Linked DNA regions of Sus scrofa: region 2 is linked to region 1. A link is a contact called in public promoter capture Hi-C data. All regions are on one chromosome and are shown on one strand. The core of a region is the stretch at or near the end of the contact, and the rest is flanking DNA. Distances in the headings are between cores, read along the strand shown. Region 1 overlaps ZNF609 (zinc finger protein 609). Region 2 holds the start of ZNF609 (zinc finger protein 609).

Region 1 (5,241 bases), core at 1,196-3,695:
AAACCAATTTCTGGTGTTCTACCCCACCTAACCCCACCATAAATACAAGGACCTCTAGAACACATCACTACATGCAAGTTTCCCAATCCAGGTTTGGCACTTCTTCAGAAAACAGTACTGAAAGACTTAGCCAACATACTTATCTAGTCACACTAGGCTTCCTGTATAGGTGGAATGTTGCTAGATTTTAATCCATTATTGCCTATAGCAAGCTGAGACATATTTCAACTCAAATCATGTTTTTCTTCCTTTTTTCTAATATTTACTGAATGCTCCCCATGTGCCAAGTACTGTTCTAAGTGTTTTACATATGAATTAACTAATTTAACTTCACATAAAAACGGCTATTTAGGAACTACTGTTTCCCTCATTTTGCAGATGAGAAAACTGAAGTAGCTCAGTTAAGTAATTCATTTAAGATTGCTCAGTTGATAAGTGGCAAAGCTGGAATACAAACCCTAGTAGTCTGGCTCCAGAGTTTATACTGTTAACCACTAAGTTATACATAAGAGGTGATGTGCAATTTAAATGTAGAAGACTGGTGTTTCAGGTTGGAAGTGGCTCCCAATCCCCACCTTATCAAGAAAATTAACAACGGTTAAAGAAAATTCATAAACATTAAAGTATATAGCAATTATCTGGAGTCTTCTGTAAATACAAATTCCTAGGCTCCTACTCCAAAACTTATTTAGCAGATCTGGGTGGAGTCCAAGAATCTGCCTTTTTTTTTTTTTTTTTTTTTCGTCTTTTGTCTTTTTAGGGCCCCACCCAGCATATGGAAGTTCCCAGGCTGGGGGTCAAATTGGAGTTGTAGCTGCCGGCCTACACCACAGCTCATGGCAAAGCCAGATCCTTAACCCACTGAGCGAGGCTAGGGATCTATCAACCCTGAGTCCTTATGGATATCGTTAACCACTAAGCCACAATGGGAACTCCAGAACCTGCATTTTTGACACTCGGATGATATGATGCATGTGGTTTTACGGGCCACAATTTCAGGAACTCTGTTTGAGACGTCTGAGGAACTCTCAATTCCTCAAAGAGCAGGAATCATCTCTTCTATTCACCAGTGTATACCGAGTACCAAGCACAATACCTGGAATCTAAAAGGCACTCAAATCATATACTGAATGAATTAAAAATAATGGTAGCTAACAGTATATCATCTCTTTACAAAATAGTTCATATCCACAATATATTTAAGATCTGCCCGATAGGGATACGTCCAAGAAGTACAAGGTCAAGGTTTGTTTTTTTGTTTTGTTTTTTATACCTGCAACTGCCAAATAAAGAGGAAACTGGCAATGTCTCAATGATCACAATGAAAATTTGACTGAATGCAATACTCCAGAACATACACAAACATGCAACCTCAGGAAGTCAAGCTCAAGACAGAAGTTGAAAAGTAACTTTCCCTCTGTAATAGGGGAGGTTCAGCATCAGCTATAAATGGTTGTTCTTTGTAAACATCATTACCTTACCAACAAAAGCTAAACTCAAAGATCCTTTAATTACTGAGTGTCTACAATGTTAAAATCGGTATAGAAAACAGGTAAAAGCAGCCATAAGAGTATCTGGGCCTTTACATCCAATGTTTCTGAGGCAGAATGTAAAGGAGGAAAAGAGACTCCTTCAGAACAGTAAAGGATATGTTAAGAATCCCAAAGTAACAATGGAGTTCCCGCTTTGGCGGAATGGGATCAATGGCGTCTCTGCAGCACCAAGAAACAGGTTCGATCACAGCTGGCACAGTGGGTTAAAGGATCCGGCATTGCTGCAGCTGTGGCCAGGAACTTCATATGCCGCAGGGCAGCCAAAAAAAGAAGAAAAAAAAAAAAAAAAAACCCAGAGTAACAATATGCCGTAAGAATTTAGTAAACAAAAACCTGGCTTTGACACTGACTACCAATGAGAGCCTAAGCAAGTCACATGACCTTCTGGGTCTCAGTTTCCTCTTCTATAAAATGACGAGACTGGACAAGATAATCACTCTCAGGGCCCTCCTTGAATTTCAATACCCAGATGGAAAACAGAGCTGTTGAAGAAAAAAATTAATTAAGCTCAGACTTCACTGTAGTTCGACAGAACTGCATCTCAGTTCTACATAAATATCAACTTCTTTTTAATTTTTTCCATGAAGGAAAATGCTTGAGGGCATCTGGCTTCAGGAAGTAAGGCTGACTGCTATGTCATCAATAGCGGAGAAAGAACAGCTAGTGAAGGATGAAGGCGTTAAGAGAGAAAGACTTGGATCAGAAGGAATAAAAAAGAGATCTGACCTTGGTTGAGCAATGAGGGATTGCAACACGAGAGAAATGAGCGGGAAGGCATAAACTAGGGCAAGAAAACAAAACCAAGGGCAAAGGAAGATGCTCTTAGAACACAGGATATGATAGCAAGCATGATCGGAAGGCAAGAGAGCAAAGAGCACACTTTATCATGTTCTTTGTATCCTAAACTAATGGGGGAAGTGGTAAATACATGTGTGCAGCATTCTGAGAGTAGCAGAAGCTGAGACACAAACATGGGGAAAGCAGGGTGCAGAGTTTCTACCTTCCAAGATCAAAAGCAGCAGCTAAAGAGACAAGGAGAGCTTTTGGTTGCAAATTTCTATAGCCACTAGGGCTTCACTTTACATGACTGGCGGGGGGGCGGGAGGGAGCACAAAAAAAACAAAATACAACAGGAGTCTCACTGTAAACTCCTGGTTTAAGACCTAACTCAAAATCCACACAGATAGATCACTACCTTCTGTGGTTTGTAAATTCTTTTTTTCTTGCCTGTCAGAGTAGCAACAAGAGCGCTAAGCTGGGGACATTCAGACAGGCACCCTACCTCCCTTTCCATCCCTAACTTAACAACCTATCAATCAAACCAAAGGCAAGGCTAACAGACAAGAGCCAGAAGGCTCTGTCTTGTTTATTCCTCAACATTCCTTTCCCCCAACTCTTCAATTGACAGGATGTATGAGGCAGGAGTATTCAATGACAATTCAGGGCAGCAGTACTTGGTAAGAGCCATCTCTCCTAGAACTCCGGGCAACAGTTCAGTGAGCCCTGCCAGACAGAGGTGTGGTGGAGCAAAAGTAGGATCTCATGAAGGGAAATCCACATGCTTGGCTGATGGAAATTCATTCAGTCACTGACTGAGATACCTCCCTTGATGAAAGAGAAGGCCTGGAGGTAGAGAATGTGAATATTTAAATCTCCCTCTCTAGCTAGTGGCAGACCTGTGACAATTCTTTCCTATACCACAAACTTTGTCTCCTGTTTCCAAGAGGTGAGAGAGGTAGGGATAGGTGCGGAGACTCCAGCCAAGATACTTTACAAATTTTATGAGTTTTTCCTCTTCGTGACAGTTTCCAGCTCAGAGTATGTAATTCCTAGATTATATCAAAACATCTGTTTTGCTGTTTTGGTTCTGTTGGTTGTCCTCACATGGAAGGAACATTCCAAACCAGTTAAGCCATAGGCAAGCCCGTATCTCAGAAAGAAAATCTTTAAAAAGTTTTCAAAGACTTAGTTTATAAGCTGTGGTACTAATCATCAAACACTGACTGAGCAACTCTTACACCCCAAACCCTGGGGTTTTTGTTTCTCAAAAGCTGCTCCATACCAAGATTCCTAGCCTTCCCTTTTGCATCTTCTCCTCCTCCACTCCAGAAACACTGCCTCCCTACACAGTGCTTTCATCTCCTAGCAACCTCCAAACATTTATTTAAATAACTACTTACTTCAATGGCCAAATGCTTTATGGAAAGGCAGCCCCCAAAATCAGACAGTTCAAAAGGATTGAGGGAACAGGGGAAGGAACTGACAAAGCAGGTTCTTGCTTACAGTAACATCAAACTGCATGGCAAAGTTCTCTTCTAAAAGTATTTCTCAGCAATTTTATCTTTCCTCCAAAAACAGAAGCATAGTCTGTCTGCCTTTTCTCTTCCATTCCACTGCCCCACTCTCAGCCTTTTTTTTGGGAGACAAGGCATAAAGTAAAGCAAGATTATCAAGGAGAAAACCTCCCTGGCATCAAGATGTATTCTTAGCTGAATATACTGCATCTTTCAGCCCAATTATAATCTGAAGGGCAGTCACCCAACCAACCAGTTCCCGAACCTATAAGAGAAAATAGGTTCCATTTGCTTCTCTGTTGGAGACTTTCAAGGACATTTAGATTTAAATCCAATATGAAGCTAAGCATCATTAATCCTTTCACCCACAGACCCCTACTGGGCTTAGAAGATTGCAGCATGAGCCAAAGATTATGAACATGGATATATGGCAAGAGTTTACTCAAGCCAGTAAGGAACAGCCTAATGGGCTTGGAACAGAAGCAAGAACTCCTGGTACTCCTATGGCTCCCCGCCTTTTTTTTTTTTTTTCCTTCTCTCTTTTTAAGGCTGCACCCATGGCATATGGAGGTTTACAGGCTAGGGGTTGAATCGGAGCTGTAGCCGCTGGCCTACACCACAGCCACAGCAACACCAAGAAAGGCCAGGGATCGAACCTTCGTCCTCATGGACACTAGTCATATTCCTTTCCGCTGAGCCACAACGGGGACTCCTCCTAGGCCTCTTTAAAACAGGATTATCCTTCTGCATCCCAGAGAAAATTGTTAATCACAGCCAGCACAGGATGCACCATGCCAGTAACCAGCTGGAACTTGACTGTGTGCTGAGGTGGACTGTAGCATCTGCCACCTAAACACAGGCAGCCTCTCTGGCAGCTGCCACTGGTAAAAGGGAGCAAACCATTGTGTTAGTGGGAGAGAATTCCCAGCCCTGTTACCAAGGAGGCCAGATGTTGCTAAGAGCTACAGATGTGCCAGAGGCAAAGACTAAAATACCTACAGCAAAGAAAGCGCAAGCTAGCACTGGAATCCAGGCACTGAGGATACCACCACCTAAACATTCACATCCAGCCTCTATTCATTAACATTTACATATGGAAATCAGTATTCCCTGTTGCAGCTGATGTAATTACAGAGAAATCGATTTACACTGCATCTGCCTGGATCAGCTGAAAGCATAGGATGAGCAGAACAGACAGCAAAAAATCAAGAGCCAGTGAATAGCTCATTACCAGGCTGGCCACTTTGCAGGAAATTGTAAGCTGCAAAAGTTTAAGGCAGCCTGAGCTGACCTTAGACTCATATCTCCTCTGCTCCAGTCCTGCAAGCTCCATTTACTGAGACATGAACTAAGATCACCTTCCCAGAGGAGAACCCCTCGTGGGGCTGCGGGCA
Region 2 (5,241 bases), core at 804-3,303, 35 kb after region 1:
TTGAACAATTCTACAAGATATATGCAAGGATAAGTTTCCTTCTAGCTTGTTCTCATCCTTCTCTCATTAATAACTCCCAAGACCACAATTGATTTTTTTTTTCATGTTCATCTCTCTGGCAATTTTTTCTCAAACACGGAAGCACATATGGACTTTCTTGCACAATGAGTAAGTCAAGTCCTTTCATCAGAATTAAAATAAAGATTAAAAGGAAAGTTGTTTTGTTTCCACAGCCCTTGCCCAGATAGGCAAATTCTGTGGCTTTTTTGTTGTGCAATTTTTCTGAGCAGGAAGTCACCATTAAAAAGGTACTTGGTCCTTGGCTCCCTATCTTAACCGTGCACAGGGTTTTAGTGGTATTCCTAAACAAATAAACAAAAATCAAAACAAAAACATGAGTGTCCCATTTCTATAAAAAGAATTAAACATGCTGGCTCAAACAAGAGTAAAACCCTCCCCTTGGAGTCTTCTTTAAAGGTCTGACACAAACACGAGGGGTGAGTCCCCTAGCCACTATTCCTGCACAACTTAGTACAGGCCAGCCAAAGAGGCAGGCACAACATGGCTGGCATTCCCTATTCTTCTGAAAAATGTGTGCCAATGAGCTGTGCATTGTTCCTCACTCAAAAAGAAGAGCCTTTCTGTCTGGCCTCCTCCAATGGCAAGCCCCAGTCTGGAAAAGGAAGAAAATGGCACTGAGGAGCCTGGGAGATGGAGCATATCCAAAGCTCTCAGACAAGACTTGAACCTATGACCTTCACTGTGTACACAATAGGCGGGTGAGAGGGACGGGTTTATCTCTGCAGCAGCAGTTCTCAGCCCTGGGGTAGCACTCCCGATAAAATGACATGACTATTGTGTGTGGCAGCAGAACAGTCATCTCCTCACAACAGCCTAAACCAGCACTCCCTCCCCCAAGACAAAGCAGCAGGGGTGAAATTAACTCAAGGCTGCAGAGCAAAGCCTAATACAGAAAAGAGAGGCCTGTGGGGGATTGGGGACTCTCCTCAACCCCTGGGGCTCTGGACACATGGCTGGAAACAGACAGGCTTTCTCCCCCATCTTTCCCACTCTCATTTAGGTAGGAAGCTGTTTCTTAGAGAATTTAATCATCTGTGATTTGTTCAGAAATATTCCCCCTGAAGGGCTATGATCTCTCCACCCTGTGTGAGCCTAATTCCTAGAAGCTGAAATGACTGTTTGCTGCTGCCTGTTTCACAAACACACATTAATTGGTCAGATGTGTCTCCTCCTCCTCAACCCCAGAGGGAGGAAGGAGAATCTGAGCAAAGCACAGAGATGATCCAACCGTAATTACACATAAAGGGAAAAGAGGGCAGCATGGGTTTTCCAAACAGGACAGGGTCACAAACCCTCCCGAGGGTACAAGGATAGTAGTTTAAGGGCCAGGCCTAGGGATCCCTCCATCTTGAAGAAAAGGACAGGAGTAAATGTGACCTGAAGACTACAAGGAGCACACACCCACAAGCTACTTACTGCACGCCCCCAGCCACCTTGCTCCCCCCTCCTGGGCCACGCACACGTCCTGCTCCCAGCCCTTCGCCCTGAACCCCCCTAACTCCCTGACTAGCTCCAGTCACCCTGGGCCCCCCGCAAGATACCAGACTGGCCTCTAAAACTCTCTGGCCTGTCCTTACAACCTGGCCAGACTCTAATCCCTCTCGGGTACCCCTACCCTCAGCGTGAACCGGCCTGGCCACGCTTTGAACTTCACCCCAATCCCCTCGACTCCCCCCTCCCCCACCCACGCAACGACCCCCCCCCACCCCGCCATACACACCTTCTCCTCGCTCCGCCCCGGCCCCCAACCCCCACTTCCTCCGTCAGGCGCCGCTGCCCCCGGCCCCCTCAGCGCCGCCGCCTCACTCCTCCCCCAGCCCCAGCTCCACACAAAGCTCGGGACTCACCGCGCGACCGGTCCCGGGAGCCGCCACCTCCGCCCGCCCGGGCCCCGGGCCGTAGAGCCGCCGCTGCTACGGGGCCCAGGCCGCCATCCGTTCCCGCGGCCCCTCCCCCCTCCCCACCCCGCCTCGGCCGGCTCTCCGCCCCCTCCTCGCGCCGCTCCGCCCCGCCCGCCGGTGCCGCTGTTCCGGGGCCGCGGGTCCCTCAGCCGCCGCCACCGCCGCCGCCGCCGCGATCCGGGACAACCAGGGCCGCCCGGAAGACCCGGACACTGGATTATCGGGCCCTCGGATCCGGATTCCGGGCTGGTGTGGAGTCTGGAGCGGTAGAGCGCAGGGGAAACCCGGAACCTGGATGGCGGAGCCAAATCCTGGGTCTCGGAACGCGCGGTCACACGGAGCCCGGATTAGAGACTCGGAGCCAGGATTAGAGACGCGTAGCTCTGGGAATGCTGGAAAACCCGGCCGGTCGGTTAAAACAGAGATAAACTCGAAGAAGCCTGGATGGGAGAGCTCGAACCTAACGCTCTCTCCTCGTGGAAAGAACTCTCGGTGGCCAGACTTCCTCGCAGAGAGGTCTCTGGGGAAGTATCGCACCTTAAATACAGAAGACACCAATTCTGTAAGTGTCCAACCGTGGGGAGAGAAAGAGCCATAAGGGGTGTGAATGTGAACATCTACAAAGAACAGAAGGGCAAACACAGCTCATGGTGGTTTCATCCATTTTATCCGTTGTTTCAGCAAAGTATCAATCCCCTAATTTTTTATCCTTTGTCTTCCAATTTTTTTTTTTTAGGATTATCACTAGTTTTCTTGTTCAAGCACCCATTTCTCATCCTATACCCCTCTTCACCTCATCACCCCATATCACCAAATCCTGTTGATTTATATCACCTAAAAGTCCTATTGTTCTTTTCCAACCCACCATTCTATTTATGATTGTAACTTTTTCTTTCCTTATCTGCCATTCATCTGATTGCTCAGCACACTATCTAGTAGGCATTCAGTCCTTATTTAAGTGAACACTCCCACCCACCTCTCACTTATGAAACATATCATACTCTTCACCTCCTAAATCATCCACCCCCTTCTATAGCAAACAAATTTATCTTAATTCTCAAGTCTTAGCCTAAATTATATCCTTCCTGTGTCCTTGACCACCTTAGCTCTGCAGTTTTCATCTTTCCTTTTTCCACTATCCTGAGGCATCCTTCAACAGTGCCACTCAAAATAGTATGTTACTGGGTCATAAAATCCTTTCACTCTCCATCTCCACATACACATGCAAAAGCTGTGTGTGTGTGTGTGTGTATGTGTGCACGTGTGTGCACACCAGGGGGTGATGGCTAAAGATGAACGCTAGGCCTGTCTGATCTATGAAAAATAATCTCCCCTTGGCCCACCCATATTCAGCTTGTTCTAGGACAGTACAAAAACAAAACTGATGCCAGGTGACAGCAAACCTCTAATCTACACTGATGATATTACAAGTGAGGATTCAGCTACTTTCAGGTAGAGAAAGAGAAGGGCTTAGTGTTTTAGGCTTAGATATGACTTAATTAAGGGTTACCATTTAAGTAGTCATTTCCTACTAAAGAGCATGACTCTACCATTGTAGGAGACTGGACTACAAAAATAGGGAACAAAAGAAACATTCCTACAGCGAACTCTTATTTATTTTTGCTTTTCAGGGCTGCACCCGCAACATGTGGAAGTTCCCAGGCTATGGGTCAGATCAGAGCTGTAGCCACTGGCCTGTGCCACAGCCACAGCAACATGGGATCAGAGCCACATCTGCGACCTACACCACACCTCACAGCAACCCAGATCCCCAACCCACTGAGGGAGGCCAGGGATTGAACCCAAATCCTCATGGATTCATTTCCACTATGTCACAATGAAAACTCCTGAACTCTAATTTTTAGAGAGAAATTTCTCAAGCCTAGAAGAACCACTAAAAATCTTCAAGCAATTGACATCCTATACAGTAAAAGAACCTGACTTCCTGTTCCTCTAGGCTAGGGTTTGGGAAAATAGGGCCCACGGGTCAAATCAGGTGCAATGCCTGTTTTGGTATATCCCATGAACTAAAAATGGTTTTTACATTTTTGGATGGCTGAAAAATAACCAAAAGAAGACTATTTTGTGATGTGAACATTATGTGAAATTCAAATTTAAGTGCCCCAAAATAAAGTTTTATTGGCTAATAGCCATGTTCATTCATTTACACATTATCTATGGATTCATTTTGCTTGCACTGCAACAGCAGAGTTGAGTAGTTGCAATACGTACTGTATGGCCTGAAAAGCTTAAAATATTTGCTCTCTGTCCCTTTAGAGAAAAAGTGTGCTCATTCCAACTCCAAACAAGCCCTGTCTGATAGAACTTTTGCAATGATGGAAATATTCTATACTTGCACTGTTCATTTCAGAAGTCACTAACAACATGTAGCTATTTGAGCACTTAAAATATCATACTGTGACTGAAGAACTATAAATTCTTGATTTCACTTAATTTAAATAATCACATGCGGCTAGTGGCTACCATATTAGACAGTGCAGCTCTAGATGCTTTTCAAATCTTCCCCATTGACATTTTTTGCTGTTTTCTCAACATCTCACTCCCTTCCAGTGATACATCTATGCGTTCTCAGTCATCCTCCCTGCCCCTTATTTACCTGATGCCAAGTTAGGGTATAATATTTACTAGGTTCTTCCTAGACCCTCCATTGTCACACAGGAAATCTGACCATTCCATGAATTAACTCGTACCATGAATTAATCCACATTATGTGCACACACATAATGTAGACACATTTCTTCGTGTCAGAGGATGGCACTGTGGCTATATTCTTTCTTCTCTGCATGAGAGAAGTAGAAAGCCCTCCAGATCAAGATCCCTTGATGCTGCTGGAGCTCACGATATGGATCACCTCCCTCCAGACACATTCACAGTAGCTGAGAACAGCAGATGTGTGCTTGCTATTTGAATCTCAAGGAAAAAAAAAAAAAAAAAAATCCGTCATCACAGAACTTTCTTTCCTCCCTCCAGACCTAATAAACTGAAGTTAGCTGATTTCTCTAGTTTAATAGATGCTTGCTTTTTTACTGGCCTTTTCTAACTGGGCAAGAGAACAACCCCAATACTGTCTTGATGTTGGCTAGGAGCTCTAGCAAAGGCATTAAAAAAACCTGACCAAACAAAATGAAATACACATAAATGGTCTTTAGAAGAGACAGTAGTTAAAATGGAAAGAGATTAAGGGTTATAACTTATAAAAAGCCATAACTTTATAATTATCTGTAAAAATAATCTTTAA

Evidence for each region. Promoter capture Hi-C pulls out the DNA fragments that hold promoters and counts their contacts.
Region 2: a promoter capture Hi-C map of liver shows a contact between it and region 1, with 3 times the contacts expected there. The contact joins the promoter of ZNF609 here to the enhancer-like site in region 1. A contact is called at or near these places in 1 of 5 promoter capture datasets (liver), 6 of 47 Hi-C or Micro-C datasets (epiblast stem cells, liver, skeletal muscle and 1 more) and 2 of 2 datasets of contacts at active chromatin or transcription factors (alveolar macrophages and skeletal muscle).

The regions. Positions count from the first base shown.
Region 1 is chr1:107,546,351-107,551,591 of Sscrofa11.1, forward strand. The region is part of intron 2 of ZNF609 (zinc finger protein 609); the gene reads right to left. Among named protein-coding and RNA genes, the nearest start is that of ZNF609, 34 kb to the right of the region's middle. Within about 2 kb of position 2,446, at least 14 of the 83 cell types and tissues checked have an H3K27ac peak or open chromatin away from gene starts, as enhancers often do. A contact at or near this core is called in liver, where this site is marked.
Region 2 is chr1:107,581,294-107,586,534 of Sscrofa11.1, forward strand. ZNF609 (zinc finger protein 609) reads right to left here and starts at 2,054. Exons shown (of 9, transcript XR_002344510.1): 1 at 1,929-2,054.